Regions from separate parts of the Triticum aestivum genome. Here region 1 is linked to region 2. A link is a contact called in public Hi-C data. All regions are on one chromosome and are shown on one strand. The core of a region is the stretch at or near the end of the contact, and the rest is flanking DNA. Distances in the headings are between cores, read along the strand shown. Region 1 holds the start of LOC123161689 (ent-kaurene oxidase 2). Region 2 holds the start of LOC100146092 (V-type proton ATPase subunit B 1).

Region 1 (4,669 bases), core at 1,250-3,749, 550 kb before region 2:
TTGCTCCTCGATCACCAGTTTCACTTATAGAAATACTCCTCCATGTCGTTTCCGTTCAGTCAAGGCTGTTTGACTGCTAACTGGCTGCCAGTTTGACATATTTGCCCCTCCGTCCTTACATGTGGGCCCAAACTTACCTGTTCACTGCACTCTCTCTCTCTCTCTCTCATTCTCTCGCTTGACCCGCACGCTCTCTCTTCCCCCAAATCGCAGCGGAACCCTAACCCTAGAGCCTTCGATCTCCGACAAGCAAAGCTCCAGATCAATGGCCGCCGTGGTGGAGATTCCATTGTTCTGACTCTGTGTGATGCTGTGCCGCGGATAGGACACAACTGCTGCGGATGGAGGGCGACGATGGTTGTGGCGGCGGTGACCAACAAGGGAACACAACGCCAACGATGGACGCTCTGATTGGGTAAGTGCCTTCCTTTCAGATCTGAAGCATGTTCTTCGTTCTGTTTAGTTCTTGTAGTTGGATTTGTTGGTTACTGCGTTCGTAGTGCTCATTTGGTTCGTTTTATTTTTCCTGTTTTCCATGGTTATCTGTAGGGTAGAACATATTTGTCTGGATTGTAGAATGCAAATGACATTGCTAGTTCCCGCCAGTACATTTTTTAATTCATGAACACTTTTTAAATTCACCAACATTTTTTAGTTTGTGAACTTTTTATCATTTTTTGAGTTGTGATCTTTTTTCAAATTCATGAACAATTTTTCAAATTCAAAATCCAATATTTTTGAGTTTACAAACATTTTTGCAAACTCCTGAAAAAAATTCAATATTTGATTTTTTATTTCCTAGCATCTTTTCAAGCTTCCAAAATAAATCTGTTCATGAACATTTTTTCCAAACTCCTGAAGATTTTTCGTATTTGAGAATGTATTTTATTTCTGAATTTTTGTTAAGATTTGCGAACATTTCCCAAACTCCTGAAAAGAATTCAAAATTTGAGAATATTTTATTTCTGAGTTTGTTTTTCAAATTTGCAAAAATATATAAATAAATCAGTGCACGATCATTTTTTCCAAACTCCAGAAGATTTTTTGGTATTTGAGAATATATTTTATTTCCGAGCTTTTTTCAAATTTGCAATAAAAAATCAGTTCACGATCATTTTTCCAAACTCCTGAAGATTTTTCGTATTTGAGAATATATTTTATTTCCGTGCTTTTTTTCAAATTTGCCAAAAAAATCTGTTTACGATCATTTGTTCAAACTCCCGAAGATTTTTTGTACTTGAGAATATATTTTGTTTCCGAACATTTTTCCAAACTCCTAAAAAATTTCAAAATTTCAGAATATTTTTTATTTCCGAGTATTTTCTCAAATAAAAAAAACAGTTCGCGAACATTTTGCCAAACTCCTGAATATTTTTCGTATTTGAGAATATATTTTATTTCTGAACATTTTTCATATTGGCGACCATTTTTCAGGTCACAGACATTGTTCTAAGCTCCTGAAGATTTTCCGTATTTGATAATTTTTTTAATTTCCAAGCAGTTTTTTAATTTACGAACGTTTTTAAAAATCATGCCCATTTGTTCAAATCGGTTAGAAATGTGACTATTTTTTAGGCTAGCCGGCCCACCTAAGGAGTGACGTGAGAGATGTAGTTTCAGGATCGTCACTTTTCGGGTGCACCAAACGACTCAAGGGTTTGATTTGGACCGGAAATGATGAAGTCAGTGTGCCAACGACCAGGATTGGGAGTTGAGGGTTTGATTTAGCTAACAGAATGGATTTTTTCCTAAATAAAATCTTGGAAAGTTACTCTTTGCCATGCTAAGGCTGGTCACAGTGAGGAGGACTTAGGAGTAACATCACACACTCCAATACAATTTGCTTATGTGACACGTATTCAATGAAGAGAGAGGTGCTTGTGGTAACTAGCTAAGTTACCAGAACATCACACACTCCAATAAACAATGAGTCTATAACCTAATAAATACATTGTTGTATGACACTACATAGATGTTCCTACCCACTATGAGGCTGGTCATAGTGGAGAGTAACTTAGACTAGTAACATGCATATGTTACTAGTCTATGTTACTACCTTCATAGTGGGTAGTATCATATATGTGGTAACATAGATGTCTTTATTTATTATTCTGTAGACTCATTTTGCATTGGAAAGCGCTATGTGAGGTTACTCTATTTGCCTCTTTCCTCATTAACTACTTGCCACCTTATCATTTTTGCTTATGTGGCATCTAAGTTACTACCTATGTTACTCCCAGTATGAGCAGCCTGAGGTAGTAACATAATCTAGAAAAGTGTGTAAGTTACTAGCTTATGTTCTTACCCATTGTGACCAGCCTAATAAAACTCGCCACATTATAACTCCCTAAAAAAAAACTTGCCACATTGACCGCCTCACCACTGCATCCAGACGTCGCAGCTGAATTGGCCACGTGCCATCCGCCCACGTCGGCACAAATAGAGCGACGGCCGGCATCCCTTTTCCGCTCCGCGCCCATATGCCTCTGCCCCGACCCTTGTCGCTTTCCCCTTCGCCTCACTCCTACAGTCCTACTAAAACTCAAGGCGCGCACGCCGAACGCACGGCCACCGCCACTGCCCGAGTCTCCTTTCCTCCTCTCCCACCCCACGCCGCGCGCGCCCGAGCGACCCCCATGGAGTCCCTGCTTGCGGCGCTCCCGGCCGGCGGAGGAGGCGCGGTCGCTGCCGCTGCCGCGGCCGTCGGCGGGCTGGCCGCGGCTGCGGCGCTCGCCGCCAAGGCCGGCGTCGTCGGGACGGGCCGCACCAACGCGCCCCCAGGTGAAGACCCTCCCACCCAATATCGTCTAAATGCATCATGTTTTCTCCCATGTTGTATGTATGCTCGTATACATGTAGCAGAGCGTGCCATACTTGGGCTTTTTATGCCACAATTTTCCTTAGGTTCCTGTAGGATATTCTTGAATTATTTGTATGTGTTCAGGTACAGTAGATGTTTATCAAGTGAGAATTGATCCTCACCGTGGAAATCATGCACATGTAGAAGTTTATAAACTTTTATTAAAAATATATACAGCTTGTCGTAAGTCCATAAAACTTCAAGATCAAGCTCAACCAAATTTACAAGATCTAAGATTTTTTTTTCTTATTGTCAAATATTGGTTTTGAATTCTTATAGGCTTCTGGATAAGCATGATCACCTCTTCCAAATAAGTGATCTGCGAATTTAGACATTTTGAATCTTAAGCAATTAATGCTTATACATGCTTCTTTCTTATTCTGGGCAAAACCTTTAAATACTTGCTATATCTTTTATCTTTTATTATCTCCATTCGTAGATGTATGAAAGCGTGCAGTCAAACTTCTGCAATTTTGTAACAAAACGGGATTGCTAAATCTCTGTCTACTAAGACTTAACCAAGTCTCAGTCGATGTTATATTTGTAAGATCTTACATGAAGTTCCGTGCAAAATTTCTTTTAAATTTTTTCTTTTATCTTTTTATAGGTTCTATCACTTGACTAAGACTTGGTTAAGTCTTAATCGACTAAGATCTAGCCACACCCTATACTAATATTAAAAACTGGCTGTAAGGCTGGAACAGTATTTTTAGATTTGTGATGAAAGATAATTCCATAATATAATTGTTTTAACTCTATACTAATATATACATATAAAAAATAACGGTTAAAGGTGTATGCTGGAAATCCTGTCAATGTCCAAAACGACATCCATTTATGAACGAAGGAACTATTTTTTGTTTATTTCTTTTGCAGATTTATGCACAAGTCATTTGGAAAATAACACCTTGCTAGCTTTTCATGACCAACTCCCTAGACATAAGAACATGTCAACATGAAGAATCTTTTACTTCCCACCATTCCAAGAAGATCCCTTTTTTTCTAATCCAATTTCCAAGCCCCTTTTGGTCCCCATGCATGGGCTGTGAGCAGTCCGGTTGGCACTTTCACATGGAAAAGTGCTCCATAAGCTCAAAGATGGAAAGCTACACAATTGATTGAAAAGAAGCAATGAGATGTTACTGTCATAAATGATAGGTTCACTTATAGCTATATTCCTGAGCTGTCTACAGCTGTGAACTTTTACTATTTTTATTAAAACAAGAGAAAACAAATCCGCCCGATAGAAACAACTTGAGACGTTTTCTCATTTTCATGTGCTTTTATGCAAGCACTCGACCGCCCCGTTTGGAATAACTAAAAGGAATTCCCCGACTCCTACGGAACACATACTGTTCTGAACTTTTGCAAATTCGTGTGATATATATGTCCTCTCCAAAATAAATGTGATATATGCATATACATGTTCAGCAAACAATTTATTTTATTTGGGCGGGAGGGGGGTATGAAATGGAATGCTTCTCTTGACTGTCACAGTTTCTGTCGGTTCCTATTTACTTTTGGCCTGGAGAGTGAAGTTCCCGGATAGCAACTGGTTAAAACAACGAGTTGAGAGGTTCCTCTCTCAGTCACAGTAGATTTCGAAATCATGCTTATCAAACACATCTGATAATAGCTACTCCCTCCGATCCAAAATAAGTGTCATGGAACTAAAACCACGACACTTATTTTGGATCGGACGGGGTATTTGACAAGGCATGTTCCCTGCTATATGACAGCACAATTGCTTTATACGTGTTATGCATAGGACGCACAAATCAATTACTATTTGTTTTATATCAAATGGCA
Region 2 (5,151 bases), core at 41-2,540:
GCCGAACCGCGACTAAAGACTTCATTAGTCGCGGTTCCTACAGTTTCGCGACTAATGGGGCTGGACGGAAGCCTCTTTTTCTACTAGTGAATGTCCCCGCACTGCACTAGTTGTCCACGTGGTATAAGTCGACACTCCGCAAAACAATATGAATCGCCAAACATCTGATCTAGTATAGACAATGGAGGTAGACACGTAACCCTAGCCTGACCATCCACGTGGCAGCACATCGCAATCAGACAAAACAATGACAGAATTGTCGAATTTGAACGTGACAAGTTACAGGGTGCTGGAAATATCTATTTTTTGACAGGCAACAACAAGAGCTTTGCCAGATCTTAATAGAAAGAGAAAGAGGCCGAAGCTCCAGAGTACAGCACAAACACAAGCAAGACCGCACAGTGATCAGGACCGACCCACTCATTCTGTTTTCTTTTATCAATGAAAAGATACGCAAGCTTTGCGTACTTGCGAAAATAAATTATTTGACAAAATTTACTACTTTTCGAGAAATATTATTCGAAGGTACGTCTCACAAACTAAATTTAGAACCTTGACAAACTCTCGGTTTCTATAGGAATTTAACTGTTTTCCGCAAAAACATACATGCTCTTATATCAGCATACCTCATGACCAAGGGATTCTGCAGTTTGCTCAAGGTTAAACAAGGGAAGACGGATTCTAAATTTGTTCCTTGCCCCGAGGGGAAGCATGTAGAGCCACATGCTAGCATATGTTCTGCTTTGGTCTAATTGAATTAGGGCACATTTACAAAAAGAACCTGTAACCAAACCATATCAGACTTGCTCGTATCACCCTTATCTGAAGTCATGGCCTTTGGAGAACACATAAGCCAGGGAGCAAATGGTCCCGTGACGACATGATATCATCCCATCCCGTGGTCCACCAGCAGCTTAATAATTTTATTTTATTGCAAGAAGTGGATCCAAATAATTTTGGACATTGTTTACCGGCCCCTCTCTGTCTCAGAAAACATGACATTATGCAGAGAGCATTTTTGGTAGTACAGTACATTGGTAGTGTATCTTTTAGGAGTAGGCGACGATGACCTGTTGAAAAAGCGGCAAGCGGCTGAACCAAGTGTTTCAATATATGTGAATTTATATATATGCACAGGTTCAATTCCCATCGTTCGACCACCGCATCTTTGCGAACAGCGAACTCAAAGGAAAATGTAATATTCTCACCCTCCTATTCTTGAGTCCGGATTAGAATCCACTGTGAAAAAACAGCCACACAGGAACACAGTATTTTTGAAGGAGGATAAAATTTTAGAGGCGGGCTGATTCATGTCTGATCCTGTCACGGGGCGTATTTAGAAATTCGGTATTCCTGCAGGGTCTGACACGCAAAAGCGGTACCGTATCCCCTCCCTCAACGATTGGGTTTCCCTGCATTAATTTCCCGTCTGCCCCTCCTCTCTCCGCCTCTTCTTCTCCCAGCTGCGTCGTCGCCCACACGATCCACCAGCACCACCTCCACCTCCCTCTTCTCGCCGCCTCCCACCGATCCCGACCCGAGGTACGCTCCCTCCCCAGCTCTCGAACCTTCCACACCCTGGTCCCGTGCCGAAGCTCGCTCGCCTCGCGCCTCGGGCAGCCAATCTCCCCCCACCGCGCGCGGGGAGGCTAGGTTCGTCCCGCCACGCTTACGGGTGTCGAATCCGAGATCGAGATCGAGATCTGCCCCCAATGCCTAGATCTGGGTCCAGGGGTCGGGCGGAGGCCCCGCGTCTCGGTTGTCGCGCCTGAATTGGGAGCAGCGGGCGCGATTGGCAGACAGCTTGCTGTGTAATTTTTTTTTTGTCGGCGGGATCGGGGTTGTCCGCGCGTTGTTTGGAGAAGCACGGATCGCTTTGTCTGCTGATTCTGATGGCGCGGTTCGTGATGCTCTCCGCAGGTTGCTCTTCGTTGGGTTCAGCATGGGTCTGGTGAAGGAGGGCGCCGACATGGAGGAGGGAACCCTGGAGATCGGCATAGGTGAGTAATTGAACACGTCTCGTTTAGTGTCTCCTTATGCTTTAGTTTTGTGTGCCCAGCAGTGGTTATGTTGCGCCATTGCCTGTTGTCGTCGGGTAACTGCCATTGCAGCCCGTCAGCACTTGCATTGTCACGCCAGCTTTGGATAGGAAGTTTGAGATGCTGACTATGTGTAAATGAGCTTAGGCTACAAGATAAGGGACCATTTGATATAATAATATAAAAAAGCCACAGAGCTTTTGCTGGAAATCCATAGTGTTCCAATAGAGAGGGACCTAATCAAATTGTAGACGAAGTTTGCTTTTTGTAGCTTTGCAGTTTATTTTTAACTATGCAACATTATGTTCCTTCAGGTCTTGCACTATGCCAATTATTTTAGACTATCGTTCATTTTTCTTCTAATGTTAGCCTTTTTGGAAACTTCATTTATAACAAAAGGTGCATTCCGCTAAGTACAATTCATTGTTGTCAACGGCATACTGTCAAAGTGCACATACTAGTGCTGCTGCTAGAAAAGCATTCTTTCCAGACGACCGAACAAAGACGGTGCTTACTAAACAATTTACTTATGCAGAGTACAGGACAGTTTCTGGTGTGGCAGGACCTCTGGTTATCTTGGACAAAGTAAAGGTGTGTATGCTTTTCTAATTTGAACATCTCTTAGCATATTCCCACATTTTTTACCGGATTATTCTAGCAGTTCCCTTTTCTTACTATTTCATTATTGTCATTATGGCATATAGGGCCCAAAATACCAGGAGATTGTAAACATCCGATTGGGAGATGGCACCACTCGGCGTGGTCAAGTTCTGGAAGTTGATGGTGAAAAGGCTGTTGTGCAGGTTAATTAATATTCTCTCCTGCATTGTTTTGACGAAAAAAATGTTCAATCTAGTCTCTTTCTGAAATAATACCATTTTATGTTCTGATTTGATTTAGTAATATGGTTGGTTTAATTTCATTTTCGAGTAAACTTTAGACTGCCGTTAGCTATGTTTATCTGAACGGCTTGATTGATTATACAGGTCTTCGAAGGCACTTCAGGAATAGACAACAAATACACAACTGTTCAGTTCACAGGCGAGGTAAATGCCCATTATCCACAAGCTCTTCTTGTCTTTTTACTATCTAAATTCTCTCTAAAAGGAAGCTTTCGGTTGGCCACTGTTAGTATATGATGAACTGATGATGAGGACATTCATTCTTGAAATTGTTAAGTCATGCTTATTGTTGATTAAGGAGGCACCGCAACTGCATATCACTGGAACTGAATAACATGGAGAAGCCCATGCTGAACTATGAGAATGAAATTTAAAATAATATTGTCTTCCTTCTTGTTTGTATATGAACATGACAAGCTGCCACTTTTTGTTGCCTACTTATGGTATGCTGCTTCTGTGACAGGTCCTGAAAACTCCTGTCTCACTTGATATGCTTGGACGCATTTTTAACGGCTCTGGAAAACCTATTGATAATGGCCCCCCGATATTGCCTGAGGCCTACTTGGATATCTCCGGTAAGTGCTTTCTCAGTTGAAGGACACTGTTATTTAAGAGCCTCATGGTTAATTGTATGTTCAGTATTCTTTATAGGACAAAATTAGAACTATGAATGGTGTTAAACTGTAATCATTTTTTACTTCTGATAGTTATGTATTGTTACTTATTTCAGGAAGTTCTATCAACCCAAGTGAGAGAACCTACCCAGAGGAGATGATTCAAACAGGCATATCTACAATTGATGTCATGAACTCCATTGCTCGAGGGCAAAAGATTCCTCTCTTTTCTGCTGCTGGTCTTCCTCATAATGAAATCGCTGCTCAGATTTGTCGTCAGGCTGGTCTTGTCAAGAGGCTGGAGAAAGGAAAGCATGCAGAGGTAACCATCTCTTTGAAAGAGACCATTTTGTCAATCGTGGCCAAATCATTGCTTGTTGATTGATCTGATTTCTTTGATGTACTAGGGTGGTGGTGAAGATGACAATTTTGCTATTGTGTTTGCTGCTATGGGAGTGAACATGGAGACAGCCCAATTCTTCAAACGCGATTTTGAAGAGAATGGTTCAATGGAGAGGGTCACCCTTTTCCTGAACTTGGTATTTACATTCTACTTGTTAACCAGACTTTTTCCTACCGCAAGGCAAAAAATGTTACTGCATATATTGCTATAATTTATACTTGATAGTATTTTAGTTGTCTCCTAAACAAGATTTGACTTGGGCAATGCCAAACAAAACATAATTTAACACTCTGCTCCTGTTTGTCTTGTAGGCAAATGATCCCACGATCGAACGTATCATCACCCCTCGTATTGCGCTAACAACAGCAGAATATTTGGCATATGAATGTGGGAAGCACGTTCTTGTCATCTTGACAGATATGAGTTCATATGCAGATGCACTTCGTGAGGTATTGCCCTTTATATTTCATCAACTAGAGCATGATTCCATTGAAGTTTATTTTCCAATCAGTTAGCTCTTCCTTGGAGTACTTCTTGTCCTGATGTTTTGCCAGTGACCTGAATAACTAATGATTTTATAAGGGAAGGATTGATAAAATTGTATAACCTTTGCACACTAAAATCCATCAATCTAATTGCAAAAATTACTGTCCGAATGATAAAACTTGAAATTATCTTGTACAAAATGCAGTACAAACTGAAGTGGCAGAGTTTGGTCGTGATCTGGTGTCAAAATTATCTTTTTTTTCTTTCAGTTTTTTATTATCATCACACCACTGCCAAACGGCTATATAGTGTTAGTGTTGAAAACAGAACCTTGACATTTTTATTAGCTTCTAACAGTGTTTTGTAGTTTTCTCTATCCAGTAAGTTGGAAGATTTCCACCTTGGTAGTATTGCATTTCGGAGTATATGTAGTACTCCCTCCGTCCCATAATATAAGAACGTTTTTGACACTAGTGTAGTGTTAAAAAACGTTCTTATATTTTGGGACAGAGGGAGTAACTTTTATGCTCAACTGTAATAAATTTGCACTTGCTGCCATAACAAGTCAGTAACCCACTTCTGCTTATGTGTAGGTATCAGCAGCCCGAGAAGAGGTGCCAGGTAGGCGTGGTTATCCTGGATATATGTATACTGATCTGGCAACCATTTATGAGCGTGCTGGGCGTATTGAAGGAAGAACAGGCTCC

The links. Hi-C and Micro-C count contacts between places; a contact is called where the count stands out from the background.
Region 1: a Hi-C map of leaf shows a contact between it and region 2, with 5 times the contacts expected there. The contact joins the promoter of LOC123161689 here to the promoter of LOC100146092 in region 2. A contact is called at or near these places in 2 of 5 Hi-C or Micro-C datasets (both in leaf).

Annotation. Positions count from the first base shown.
Region 1 is chr7B:493,106,957-493,111,625 of IWGSC CS RefSeq v2.1, reverse strand. LOC123161689 (ent-kaurene oxidase 2) reads left to right here and starts at 2,499. Exons shown (of 8, transcript XM_044579499.1): 1 at 2,499-2,781. The coding sequence starts at 2,637.
Region 2 is chr7B:492,551,003-492,556,153 of IWGSC CS RefSeq v2.1, reverse strand. It overlaps LOC100146092 (V-type proton ATPase subunit B 1), which reads left to right and starts at 1,290. Exons shown (of 15, transcript XM_044573769.1): 1 at 1,290-1,542; 2 at 1,921-2,000; 3 at 2,575-2,630; 4 at 2,744-2,842; 5 at 3,026-3,085; 6 at 3,405-3,516; 7 at 3,672-3,877; 8 at 3,963-4,094; 9 at 4,270-4,407; 10 at 5,038-5,151. The coding sequence starts at 1,943.